Linked DNA regions of Zea mays: region 1 is linked to region 2. Evidence: chromatin contacts called from public Hi-C data. All regions are on one chromosome and are shown on one strand. Each heading gives the region's core, a stretch centred on a gene start, on an enhancer-like site or on the middle of the called end of the contact. The rest is flanking DNA. Distances are from core to core; before and after follow the strand shown. Region 1 holds the start of LOC100217047 (Ras-related protein RABB1a). Region 2 holds the start of LOC100280847 (late embryogenesis abundant protein D-34).

What was found. A called contact is a pair of places that touch in the nucleus more often than the background predicts.
Region 1: a Hi-C map of ear shows a contact between it and region 2, with 2.6 times the contacts expected there. The contact joins the promoter of LOC100217047 here to the promoter of LOC100280847 in region 2. A contact is called at or near these places in 2 of 25 Hi-C or Micro-C datasets (ear and tassel).

Annotation. Positions count from the first base shown.
Region 1 is chr5:182,312,919-182,319,977 of Zm-B73-REFERENCE-NAM-5.0, forward strand. LOC100217047 (Ras-related protein RABB1a) reads left to right here and starts at 4,135. Exons shown (of 6, transcript NM_001143419.1): 1 at 4,135-4,243; 2 at 4,418-4,557; 3 at 5,577-5,659; 4 at 5,817-6,021; 5 at 6,106-6,174. The coding sequence starts at 4,198.
Region 2 is chr5:182,154,859-182,162,068 of Zm-B73-REFERENCE-NAM-5.0, forward strand. It overlaps LOC100280847 (late embryogenesis abundant protein D-34), which reads right to left and starts at 1,764. Exons shown (of 2, transcript NM_001153767.2): 1 at 1,403-1,764; 2 at 663-1,296. The coding sequence starts at 1,591. The coding sequence ends at 844.

The sequences.
Region 1 (7,059 bases), core at 2,885-5,384, 160 kb after region 2:
ACTTCGAAAATTCATAACTTCTTCGTTTTAATTCCGATTTGACTTGTTCCAGTTGCGTTAGCCTCGTATGAATATTTACTAAGCAATAACAACATTTACTATACCATGTCTCATTCTTTTATAATTAGATCTTTATTTAACTTACGTTGGTTAGTCTTGTTAATTTGCTTATCATTATAATATACTAAAATATGATCTATGGTCAATTTATAATTTAGATTAAAGTTGAATTAATTACTACTTTAGGTTATCTTTTCTCTAGAATTATAAAATAAACATAGAACCTAATTTTAATCATTTAATAACATCATAGCTTGACGACCGTAACTCTGAATTTAGTGGTTCACGAACCCACAATCTCATAGCGACGCGTAGATTATTATTACGCAGTTTTATTCTTAAGTCTGGTGTGATGTTAATTTTGTCTATACCATGTTTGTTTGCATTGCTACGATTAGCAGTGAGGTCACGAGGATCTGAAGAATCATCCTAGTACCTGGAATCTCAAGTGCCAGGCAAGTTGTGCCCTTGATCACTTTTAGTTACCCAATAATGTTCTTTATTATCACTTATTCATACATAGGCTTAATTTTGATGGGACCCAATAGGTCACCCTAGTTTGTTTATCCTTTTTACCTTGTTTACCCCTGAATCATTTGGGTAGTTATGCTATTGCTTTACATGGTTTTGGGTTAATATTTCATTATATCCATATTCCAATTATGCTATTATGTTATTTATGTTCATGTCAAGATCATTATATTTAATTGGAATATGGAGCTTAACTTGAGAAACACGTGCCACCACAAGGGTGGAATGAGACGCCCTTGGCTGACTAATTAGGAAAGCTAGTGGAAGACTACCTTGCATGGGATTTGTTATTAATTATGTTCTATTATTATTATGGTTTGTTATTTACTTACATCTAGTAACTGCTAATAAAATTTTGACCAACTATAAAAGCAATGCTCAGTTTTAACCATTCTCTTTGATAAGCCTTACACTTCATGAGCTTCCACCTTTGGTGAGTTCATACACATTATTCCCCACAACTTGTTGAGCGATGAACATGTGTGAGCTCACCCTTGCTGTCTCACCCCCCCACAGGAGAAGAACATGTGGTTCAAGAGGAGCCACATAACGAGGAGTTCGATTTGATCTAGGTGGCATCTCCTAGTTGACTTTATGGCGCCAAGGATGGACTTTAGTTTGTTTTATATTTATTTGTAAGACTTCCGCTATGTAATAAGTACTCTGATTATATTGCGACATTTATCTCTATACACTCTGTTATTATATGTGTTGTCTTCTTTGGCGCATATATGAGATGCACCCGACTTTGTCCCTTAAAACCGGGTGTGACATCCACCATCAATTTTGGTCGTTGTTGGGTATCGAGTATTGTAATGTACTTTTTCTGTCATAAAACACAACCATGTAGGGCTTATGAAAGTATTGTTTCATCATCACCCCCTCGAATGTTCAACTTCAGATATTTGTACCCATCATAGATCTTGTCAACGCTAACAACTACGTATCCGGTTGAGATTTTGGCACATGGTAATTTATCCTTGTGTGTGGTGGTGACGCCATACCATAATCCACTTTACCTTTTTAGTTTTCTAATGGCTATATATAACTCATAAGCCATTGGACGCTGTATATCATCCATTGGGTATTATTATTTTGGGGGAGTTCTGTGGAAGCGTAACTACTTCGTGGGCTTTTTGAGCTGACCATGTCGATAGGAGGAGGCATCAACCCTTGTTGTATTAGTTGTCTAACAGAAATTGCCACTTGGCGCTGAACCTCGTCTCGAATGGAAGCTTTTGTTCTAGCAAGTTCTTCCTCAAGATTTTAGACTATGTACTCCTCCTTGGCTTTGCCTCCTTGTTAACTTCTGTATGTGTCAATGCTCTAAGCTAAGCCAAACTTCCATAGCAAACTCCTATATCCTCTTGTACGACCTAGGTGCTCTAGCTAGTTCATTTAGGGCAAGTGTTAGTTCATCATTTTATCTATTGTGGACAAATTCCCCTTAGGACGTCTTATCCACAACATCTATTATCTTTTATGTCACATCTTTGATGTTATCTGTGTAAGATAAGATGCCATCCTTAGAGACATTGCCCCATGGTTGCAGTACCAATGTCTCAAGTGTTTTGACCGTTCACGATTTTCTAAGATAACACCTCTCTATTTGATGCTAAACTCCATTTTTGCCCACTTCTCCCCACCTATTTTGTAACCTCTAGGCCCTACTATATGGAAGTACCCCTTCTTATTGGTGTTTATTTTATTTATTGATGCCTTGTCCTAGCCTTATTCAGTTGTCTTATAATGAAGGAACTTGTCCTAGTGTCCTATGTACTTCAAAAAGTTTGGCAAAATATGGTGTCTTTCCATCTTTCTTAAGGTTTGGTATAAATTCTTATGATTCTAGAATAGGATGGCCATTTTCTTCATGGTCTATTCTCTTTTGTTTTACTCTCTCACTTTCCTCGTTGATTGCGAATTTTGCCTTCACTTCTCTCTAGGGCATTTCAGAAACTTGGCTAGAGGGGATGAATAGACAAAACCTGAAATTTCACTTAAACAATCCAAAACTTGATTAGAGATTATGATATTAAGTAGCACAATACTTATATAATGTTGCTAATGAATATAAGTATGAAACTGAACTTAGCAACACTATAAAAGGAAGGTCCAGGGCTCTCGTATGAGAAGGTTGGCCGCGCGGGAGAACAGGCCGACGCGTAAGTCCCTCGCTCTCTCCCACACGGACGCTTGTAACCCCCTACTGCAAGCGCACCCGACCTGGGCGCAGGACAACACGAAGGCCGCGGGTTTCCCCTTTTGCCTGTCTCCTTCCCCCCTTCGTGCTCCGTCTCGCGCCGACCCATCTGGGCTGGGACACGCGGCGACAATTTACTCATCGGTCCAGGGACCCCCGGGGTCGAAACGCCGATAGTAATTTTACAACATTGTTCGATAGTTTCTCAATCAACCAGTAATTTCGTTTACACACTGAGAAAAGAACAACAACTATGTAATGATTGTCTAGTTACTCACTAATTTTACAGTAAATACTCAATAATTTTGCAGCATTTGTTTAGTAATTTCTCAATCACACAGTAAATTCATTTTACACATTGAGAAAAGAACAACAATTATGTAGTAATTGTCTAGTTACTCAGTAATTTACAACATTTCTCCAGTAATTTCCCAATCACTCATAAATTTCATTTCCACACTGAGAAAAGAAACAACTTTACGGTGATTATCTAGTTACCCGGTAATTTTTCAATAATCACTTGGTAATTTTACAACATTTGTTTAGTAATTTCTCAATCACATAGTAATTTCATTTCACACTGAGAAAAGAACGACATTTATTTTTGCATTGCTAGTTACTGAATGTTTCCAGAAATGACTGAATACAATTATTTAGCTTGTTCCCTTGGCATTCGTACCGGCTCCTACAATGTTTTTATCTCTATGAATTGTAGCTGCAACAGTCCAAACAACCGGCTTTAATCCGAAGCGAACAAAGTTTCTAGAAAATTATTGAACGTTTCTAGAGATGGCTAAATAAATTACTGAACGTTTCATCAGTAATTTTTTACAATAACAATTACTATGATTACTGATAATTGCTGAAATTGAACCATGAATGTCTGAAAAAGCATACATTACTGAAAGATGATGTGGCGCACAAGTCCATGGAGCAAAATGCAGTGTGTACGTCCTATATATCCTTTTATGGATTGCGTATCCGAAACAGTTTGGTAGACTGGCTGGTTCGATCAGCTAGGTGATGATTATTCATCCTAAAATGTCTTAAAAATTTAAGCTTCAAGTCTTTTTTTAAGAAGAAAAAACACGTCACATACAATAATTCATTAGCTACGAAGGCGCCGGGTAGCCAAAAACCGCGCGCCGTTTGGGCAAGGCCCAACCCAGCCAGCCAGAGAGGCGCCCCGTTGGAATCCTGATTGGGAGCGCTGGGACGGAACCGAACGCGTTGCCATTAGCTGTCGCTGGGACGGAACCGGAACGTTTCGCTAGCCCTCGTTCCCGTTCGGCCTTGACAACCCCACCCCACCCCACCCCCAAGTTCCCAACGCAGAGGATCGAACCGAATCCTCCGCAACTCGCCGCCGCCGGGACCGACCGACCCGGTCCTATCGATCGAGGATGTCGTACGCCTACCTCTTCAAGTACATCATCATCGGCGACACAGGTCCGTCGCTCCCTCGCTCCCGAACCCGCTGCTCCTCTGATCCCCGCCGCCCTGCCCCGCGCGGGGGGGATTGGATCCACGTGGCTGGGGATCTGCTGCTCGGGTGTCGTGTGATCGTCGGTGTCGGTAGATACGAGCGGCGATTGATAGGTTGGTTGGTTGTTTGTGTTGCAGGCGTGGGGAAGTCGTGCCTGCTGCTGCAGTTCACGGACAAGCGCTTCCAGCCCGTGCACGACCTCACCATCGGCGTCGAATTCGGCGCCCGCATGATCACCATTGAAAATAAGCCCATCAAGCTCCAGATTTGGGACACGGTCCGTCCTTCTCCTCTCTCGTTCTCTCTTTTTCCTGCCCTCTTCATGGTGTCGTTTAGGCTGTGTGCAATGTTAGCAGTTTTAAGCAACGCTTTCGGTAGGAATTTCAAAACAATTCAGAAATAAGGCAGTTAGAGTATTGGCCCTTGGGATCCTTTATTGTCGATGATACTTATGTTCATCTTGTGGTTTGCCGTACTGACTTGATAATGTTTTGATTTTGGAATCAGACTCCGTCAGTTCTTTAACATCCAGCCGCTCTGTGCAAAATTGTGTTATCCTTTTGCATATTCTTTCGATTTTCTTTTTCGAAATGGGATACTCTGCTTTTATAGAACGCTAATAAGGTTATATGCATGTATCGGCCATACTATTTGGCTTATAAAAACATCCCAAACTTAGGCTGCCACTATCAAATCAACCAGCATCTATCGAGATACTGACAAAGCACTGGACTACAACAAGATATGGGGCTTTAGTCTATTTTGATTATATGTTATTACTCCCTGTTTCCAAATGGAATTCTACTGGCAGTACTAGAAGAAGCATAGTCTCATGCATTCTAAATTGCAAGTACAATAGCTGATTTCATTCATATTTATATGAACTTAAGGAAATTATATAGTGATGTAAGAAAATATCTCCTCTTAGATAATTGCACCTACATTTATCTCAAATGTATGTAATTGCAACACTTTTGATTGCAAGGATACCTTCGGTAATTGTTCCGATGGTCTGACTACATGTTTTCAAGAATTTAACATTTGTAACAAGGGTATTGTAACATGTAAAGCCTTTTTTATTAGTATTTCCCACATTAGTTCGAGTTTCAGAATCTGTTTATCTATATAATTGTTTGGTTTGTTCATCATGTGGTATGTTCATGTTGCCTTTTGCTTCTTTGTTTAGGAGTATGGTTTTAATTAACTACACTGCAACATATTCATTACTTTTTTTGTTGAGTGATGTCATGAAGCGCTAAGCGCTATATTCTCAATTAGTTATGACTTGAATTTCAGGCTGGCCAAGAATCATTCAGATCTATTACTAGATCATACTACAGAGGTGCTGCTGGTGCCCTTTTGGTTTATGATATTACTAGGTACTTATTATTTGGTTTTTTTGGTTATATATATATATATATATATATATATATATATATATATATATATATATATATATATATATATATATATATATATATATATATATCATTTACGGTCACTGATGATTCTTCTGTTTGAGTCACTCGACTTCAGGAGGGAGACCTTCAATCATCTCGCAAGTTGGTTAGAAGATGCAAGGCAGCATGCAAATGCTAACATGACTGTGATGCTGATTGGAAACAAGTGTGATCTTTCTCATAGACGTGCTGTCAGCTATGAGGAAGGTGAACAGTTTGCCAAGGAGCATGGTCTGGTCTTTATGGAGGCATCTGCTAAAACTGCACAAAACGTTGAGGAGGTGAATTGTTCACCCTACTACATGTTTACTACTATTGCCCACTAGTGTCTTTTCTAACCATTTTAACATCTTTTTCTGATGTAGGCATTCATTAAGACCGCTGGTACAATATACAAGAAAATCCAAGATGGCATATTTGATGTATCAAATGAGGTTAGATTTTAGTTACTTCCTTTCCTTTCTCAAGTGTTTGTTCAAGGTTGTGCTAAGCATTGGTAATTACTGAAATGACAAGTTTATAGCACAGTAATAATTCATTTAATGTGTGATTGGTCTTAAATTTTGTCACTGATTTGCATGATTATTGCAAACTTGCCACTAGAAATTGTAAAAATCAACAAAAGAAAAGGAATTGACATTCAAGTCACATTTTTGAACAAAACCAAAAAAACCTCTTATACTCTTCACTGCCCCCAAATCCTTTTCTGTATAAATCTACAGGAATGTTGAAGTTTTTCTAGAAACCTGTAGAAGATTGATTAAAATGTTTGTGGCTTATCTGATGCATTTGCTTACTTGTTCATTCAAGACCAGTTGAACTACCATGTGAACCATATGATGTTATGTACTCCCTCCATTTTAGATTATAAAATGTTGTCTTTTCTAGATACATTGTTTTTATTACGCATCTAGACATAGTGTATCTATGTGCATAGCAAAATCCATGAATCTAGAAAAGCCAAAAGTTCCCGGTGTGACGCGGACAAGCAGCCATCCGGCGGGTAGAAGGCATGGGGTTCCTTGCAGCCACACACTGTATAACACCACCGCATTCTGTCACCGACCTTTGCGAGGGCGTCTTTGCTGGTTGTTGTTGCGACCACTCCCAGATCTCGACACCCGCTAGACTACACCACAGGATGCATGCAGCCATGACCACCAGCACAGCTCGAGGACGGGCTATCTTGAAGGAGTGTAGCAGTGTTAGTATCATGGCAAGTGGAGCCGTTTGGATAAGGAAAGAAAAATAAGATTGATTTGGTGGAAAGAGATAACTTAGATTTATTTGGTTAGGTGTTGTGAACTCTGCTGCGATGC
Region 2 (7,210 bases), core at 514-3,013:
TGGCTCTTGGAGCATTGCAGGTCCGGCTTATATCATCTGGAGATCAGATCGCTGATATATTTACTAAGCCTGCAACCAAACAGATGTTGGAGCGCAGTCGTTTCAATCTTAACCTTGTGTCCACCGGTTAAGATTGCAGGGGATGTTAGCATTCTGTTGTATAGCGTAGCCAAGGTTGTTAGCATCTATGCTAGATTAACTCCTAGATTAGCTCCTAGACGGTTTTAGTTTTGTATCTATCCTGTGCACATGCTATCTATATAAAGAAACAAAGCAAGCACCGAGGTGCTGTGCCACCAATTATATTCTTACTATTGCATTGTTCAACTATCGCCGCCCACCACGTCCCTGAGCGTCAACCTGTCGCCGCCGCCGCCCTCCGCTCGAGTAACGAATGTATTCCACTAAATTTTCAATACTGATATGGATTTCGATTTGTGAAATGTATTCCACTAAATTTTCAATACCGATATGGATTTCGATTTGTGTAATAAAATGAGTTCGATACATATAATATTTTTTCATTCTTAGGAATAATTAGTAATAATATGAGAAACGAGCTTATTACACTAATTTTATATGGATTTATTCCAGTAAATTTGATACACCGCCTCATATGAATTGATTCTAGAAACCAAACAAACCTTAGTTTAGAGAAGATCCACAAGTTCAAAAAGTTAAGCTTACAGGTGTCCCAAAAGTTTACAAAATGGATCCAGGCGCGAAGGGATCCAAATAGAGGCAGACTCATGACCACGACGGTCCAAACGAGTCGAATTTATTATTAACGCACGTAAAACGGTACTAGGATACAAGTACAGACGTCAACTATATACTACACTGTTACATCATCCTCCCCTCGTTCATATCCGCCGCCGCCACGACAGCCTCGGCGACGCCACCGCCGGCCCCCTTCCCCACGTTGCGCGCCGCGGCAGCCGCCACCTTCTCGGCGTCCTCCCTCGTGGCCACCTTGTCGGCGGCCATCGCCGCCGCGGCGTCGCCGCCCACCACGTCCCTGAGCGTCACCCTGTCGCCACCGCCGCCGTCCTCCGCTCGCTTCGCGTTCGTCTCCGCGGCCTGCTGCGCGGCGGCCGCCACGCCGCCGCGTACGTTGCCGCCCAGCCCCGTCGCGCGCGCCTCGGCGGCCTGCAGCGCCGCAGCGTCGGCGAGGTCCACGGGCTTGTCGCCCGCCGACGTCTGCGCCGCGGCATGGAGGGCCTCGCCGAGGGTGACCGCGTCCGTGGCCTCCGCGACCTTGGTGTCCGGCACGGGCACGGTGAACTGTGCCATCACCTGCAGGAGCGCGCGCGTTTCGAAGATCCGGCCATCGTCTTTCGTTCGTATATGCAGTACTGTACTACAAGATGGTGCGTGCGTGCAACTTATTACGACGACGTACCTGGCCGCCTGCGCTGGCGGTGACCATGCGTCTGCCGGCGGGAAGATCTGTCTGGTCGACGTGGAGGGCGCCGCCCCGCTGATCTCCTTGTTCAATGATCTTGTCCCGCTCGTGGCTCGCCTCTCGCTTGACGGCGGTCGGTGGGTAGACGTCGCCGGTGCGGACGGGCTGGGCCTGGTGGTGGTTCATGCTGCCGACCTCCGGACTCGCGATCGCAATCTGTTTGGATACCTGGGCAAAACAGCCAAGAAATTTAAGGATCGCAACTCTGTTTGGCTAGCTCCGAGAGGCATAGCTGTGCAGCAGAAGCACACGAGGTGTATATACACTCCTCCTATACTATAACTATAAATTAAATTATTGGTGCTATACGTGGCACATGGTGTTCGCATATGCATGGTGCCTGCTGCATGTTCACGTCTTATAGCGACACGTCTAGTCGAGATGCGTGCGTGTAGGTTAGTCTGAGTGACAGAGAGTGGCAAATAAAGGTTTGGTACGTGCTACCCGGCCCGTAGATCTGCATATGACACGCTGTGCTCGTTCGCTTTGACACCTGGGCGGAGCCGCAGAGCGGATGCTTGCTAAGTTGCTATGTGCGCTAAGGGTTTAGATGGATGTTCAGTATTTTTTTTTAGTTTTTAAATAATATTATGGTTTATAGAAATATTAAAGTATGTGAAACAGTTCGGTTAAAACGCTCGTAAAACTATGGTTCCAACAGCCGTTTATCTAGGTCTCAGCTAAACAAATCTCCTTCTCCTTAATATATCTGGGGTTTATCCCCTCCCGGCCAGAGAGCTTCTCCACAGTTTGTACTGCTCAACCCCAACCAAAAGCTCAGTCCATTTTAGATATTGACATATTTGCATTTTTATGCAACTTCCCCACTTGCATTTTTACAAATCTTAGTATCAAAAGAGTGAGATCCATCTACCTTTTGCAAATTCCTCATTAAGATGTCAACAATGGATGTAATATTGCCCAAATCATAAATGATTGTTCACTCATTTGTTTATTAATTGTATGGACCATGATATCTAAGAGGAGATTGAATCAGACAACTTAAATCTACTACTTAAACTAAGGCTTCTAAATTTACTTAGTCAAATCATATCCAATAAGCAAACTATCTATATACAACTATAATTTTGACTAAGTGTATTGATATCTCTACCACAAAAAAGTCATACAACCTAGTTTCCAAACCTATTAAACAAGATAGAAAGGTAAGCACACACAACTAAAATTTACACAATAAAAATGTGAAAGTTAGAAGACGATGGAGATATAAACTTCTATGGATGACTTTAGTATTTTTACTAAGGTATGAAGAAGGGTGCAAGGTTTTCTAGTTTTTTGTCGGAGCCCATTGCAAGGAAGCCCATGTGAGAGCACCCACCTCCAGGTAAATCTATGGATCGCCTCAAGCCTTCGCACACATAAATGGGTCTCCAGAATAGCTTTTCAAATATCATTGTCCTCATTTTATCTAGTACACAGTGGTGACTACGCCACAAAAGCATTTGATATGATCTCAAAAGATTACACAAGCCTCTCCTAGTACTACTGCAATGGTACACCCAAGCACCAAAGGATAAGAGGTATACAAACCTCACTTAAACAATAGGCCTAAACCAAAGCGATGTAAGTCATGGCCTAACTAAACTAATGTAACACCATGGTTTTTGCTTTAATAAAATTGTTTCAAAAGAACTATGCGCAGATATCGCACTTGTACAGTGTTTTGACAGAGAAAATGTTTAGAAAGACATTTTGTAACATCTATCTCGCACAGGAGGTTTTTCCTAATCTTTCTGGAGGCGTTAGTTTTTCCTTTTCTCTAAGCCAAGACATTCACGTTGAAAGTTTATCATAATCTTTCCTTGATCTCTAATCTTTTTAGGGCTTATTCGTTTTGCTCTTAATCCAGATGGATTGGATGGAGTTAGGTAGAGGTTTAAATTCCAAACAAATCAAAATCTTTTATAAATTTTTCCAATCACATCCAATGTAACACCCGGATTTTAGGGGTCCAAAACCCGGGCGCTAACAAAAACACCAGGTATGCTGGGACCAAGTCTCACACATATGATGTAAAGTGGCACAGGATCGAATGTCACATCTTTATATATAACAGGAGTTCTATACAAATAATAGTTACATTATAAGAAGACAACGGTCCAGCAACCCAAAGTTGACTGGGAGACGACGACCTAGACCACTCACGAACTCATCGCAGCATCTTCCATGAGCATCATCCTGCAGTACCTGGTCTTGACCTGTGGTGTATGTGAGACAGCAAGAGTGAGCTCACATACGTTCATCGCTCAACAAGTTGTGGGGAATAATGTGCAGGAACTCGCCAAAGGTGGGAGCTCACGTGAAGTGTAAGGCTTACCAAAGAGGATGGTTAGAGCTGAGCATTGCTTTTAAAGTTGGTCAAAATTTTATTAGCAATTACTAAGTATAAGTAAATACCAACCCAATTAAATAGTAGAACAAAAGTAACAAACTCACCTGCGATGCAATGCATATGACAAATTGAGTTTAAGTTCCATAATTTAATCATGTGAGTGTCCGAGCCGCTCATGACCGTGAGCACGGCTAGTATACCAGTTTTACACTCTGCAGAGGTTGCGCATCTTTACCCACAAGTCATGTTACCCATCTGCCAAGGGATCGCGACTTCCCATACACCTCTACCGAGGAGGCGAGGCAGGGTAACACTACGAGGCCTTTACAAAGTTCCACTAGCTTCAGAAAACCCGCTACAGTTTATAGGAAGCTCCAATGCAGGAATCCCTTGCAGGACCGCCATCACAGCAAAATCCTCCCGAGGGCCTCCCCAGGAATCCCTTGCAGGACCGCCATCACAGCAAAATCCTCCCGAGGGCCTTCCCAGGAATCCCTTGCAGGACCGCCATCACAGCAAAATCCTCCCGAGGGCCTCCCTACACTGACCACTCCCCTACTGCCCTTGCCCCTTTCGGGTAAGGTAGTCTTCCACTAGCTTTCCTAATTAATCGGCCAAGGGCGTCCCATTAAACCCTTGTGGTAGCACTGTTTTCCCGGGTGGTTCTCCATGTTCCAATTAACATAATGATCTTATCATGAACAGTGATAATAAACAGATAATAAAAGTGTGATCATGAATAATGTATCTTCATACCCAAAACCACATAAAGCACTAGCAAGTACTACCCAAAAAGTTCAGTGGTAAACAAGGTATAAAGATAGACAAACTAGGGTAACCTATTGGGTCCCATCAAATTAACCTATGCAGATCATTATGATTAATTAGAACATGAGTGGGTAAAAAGAAGTGATCAAGGGCACAACTTGCCTGGCACTTGAGAATCCAGGTACCAACTTGCTTTTCAGATGACACGTGTCCTCGCTCTAGTCGTAGCAATACAAACAAACATTGTATAGGCAAAATTAACATTACACCAAGCATGTATAAAAAATACACAGTAATAATCTAGACATTAAAATAAGATCACAGGAACTGGAATCATTAAATTTGGAGGTATAGATTTTAAGTTATGGATTTTCTAAGGTTTTATGCATTTAATATAAGATTAAGTGGAAAATAGATTTAAATGTGTATTTCATGTAAAAACAGTGGTACTATTTAATAGATAATAATATTACCAAATTATAGGAACTGGAATGGTCCAATTTGGAGTTCATATGCATTTTCTATGAATTAAACTAGTTTCTGCAATTAAATTTGTACTAAAAACTATTTTCTAAACTATTTTCCTGGTTTTATTAATTATCTGGACTAGGCCTCGAATACTAAAAACTGCAGGGGCTAGCGGGTAATTTAAACCAGACTCAGTGAATAATACCCACAGGACGGCGGGTTAGTTATCAAATAGCCGAAGGGCTCATTTGTAATTCAGCCAACGAAGCGGTATCGTGCAGTGTTGACCGTTGGATCATGCGTAGACGGCGCAGATTAGATCAATCCACCGATCGAAACGGTACGCCTTGCCCACGGTTGGATCATGATCCAACGGCCCACGGAGCACCACGCCATCACTAAATCCGACTCGTACGCCCGAGATCCAACAATGCAGATCAAAGCTTCGCCTATCAATACGTGGGCTAAATCCGGACCGTCCCCGTGTGACCCAGCGGTCGGATCACAAAATGCCCAAATCCATACACAGGCGCAGCCGCGCCGTGCTTCCCACGGCGGCGTTGTGAAGTCCGGTGAGAGATTCCACCCCGCCGGCGACCCTACCCCTTTAATCCACCGGTGCAGCGCGTTGAGGGTACTAAGGCAAGGGATACGGTGGCGGTTTACCTGTGAATCGATCGAGAGCGAGCTCTGACCGCGAGAGCGGGCGACACAGCGGCGGTGGCTGAGTCCGGCGACGAATTTTCGCACCACCGACCTCCCACGGATGAAATTGAGCAGCCAAATACGTTCAGCGCACAACACTTTGTCACCAAATCCGCACTCCGAGGCTCAACGGTGACGGACGAGAAGACTCCCCGGATGCGGCTCCCTCTATCTCTTTTCTGGGCGGCGACGGAGGCTAGGGCTTACGGCTGTGGGTACAAGTGGATGAGATGAGGGGGGGGTCACGACGGTCGTCTTTTATAGCCCAGGGAGCAGCGGCCCAACCGGATACTACGCGCCCGAGCGCGGAGTCCGCCCTGTTGGCCACGACATCCGCGAGATTCGCTCCGCCGTTGTACACAGGAGAAGAACCTGTCGGAGCTTAACGGGGAGGACCAAGGGTGGCGAGTGGGCCAGGGACATGGTTGGGTGCGGACAACATCCAGCAACCGGTTGGTCAACAACCGCAGCGGCCGCGGCGAAATATGCGCGGAGAGCACGGCGCGGAGGAGATTTCGGCGGTAGGTAGGTGGGAGATGGTGCTGACGTGCGGGGGCCACGAGTCAGCGAGAAGCCGAGCGCGCGCGAGGTGAGTGGATGCCAGTGGGCCCCGCCGGTCGGCGCAGGGGCGCGGCAGTTTGCTGGTTTTTTTTTGGGCCACGCGGGTGGAAAGCCTGGGAATGGGCCGAGGAGAGGGGAAAACGGCCCATGCGCAGGTTTGCTATTCCTTTTCTCTTTTCTTTTATTCTATTTTGTTTTCTATTTGAATTTCCAATCAACCCAAGTTTGAAGTTCAAACCATAATTTAGATATACCTATAGAAGTTCAGCATGATGTGCAAAAACAAATTTTATACATTTATTTTATTTTAGTTCTTTTAGACAGGCTTCCAATCATATAATAGAGAATAGTCCACACCTTATTAATTCTAGGGAAATAAAATTTATATTGTAGATTATATATGTTAAGAAATAGTTTAATCCTAATTCTTATATATATTCTAATCCAAAGGCAATTTAGTTTATGTGAGGATCTTTAATTATAAATATTTTTTTTAACATATTCATTTTGGGAGTAGAAACTTCCAAATTATGATTATCTTTAAGGAGAGGAGTTTTGATTTAAAACCTTTGGGAAATTTTCTTTGTCTTCACAAAATTGAATTTTAGGGTGTTACATCCAATCTGTATAAGATAGAAATAACTGAACAATACCTTATTTTGGTTCATTAGGGTCCAAAACATTCCCGTGACTTTTCCCTCGCTTTTTTGAAGCTTCCAGAGTCTTTTTGGGATTAAAACCGTTTTTTGGTATTATTGTAATCCAGAAAATATAATTCCAAAATAAAATATCCTTATCATGATCTAACTCGGCCTAGAACCTATCATATATGAGAATCTGGAGTGTGCACATTAACCTAAAAAATCTAGCGTAAGGTTGATAGTAGAGAA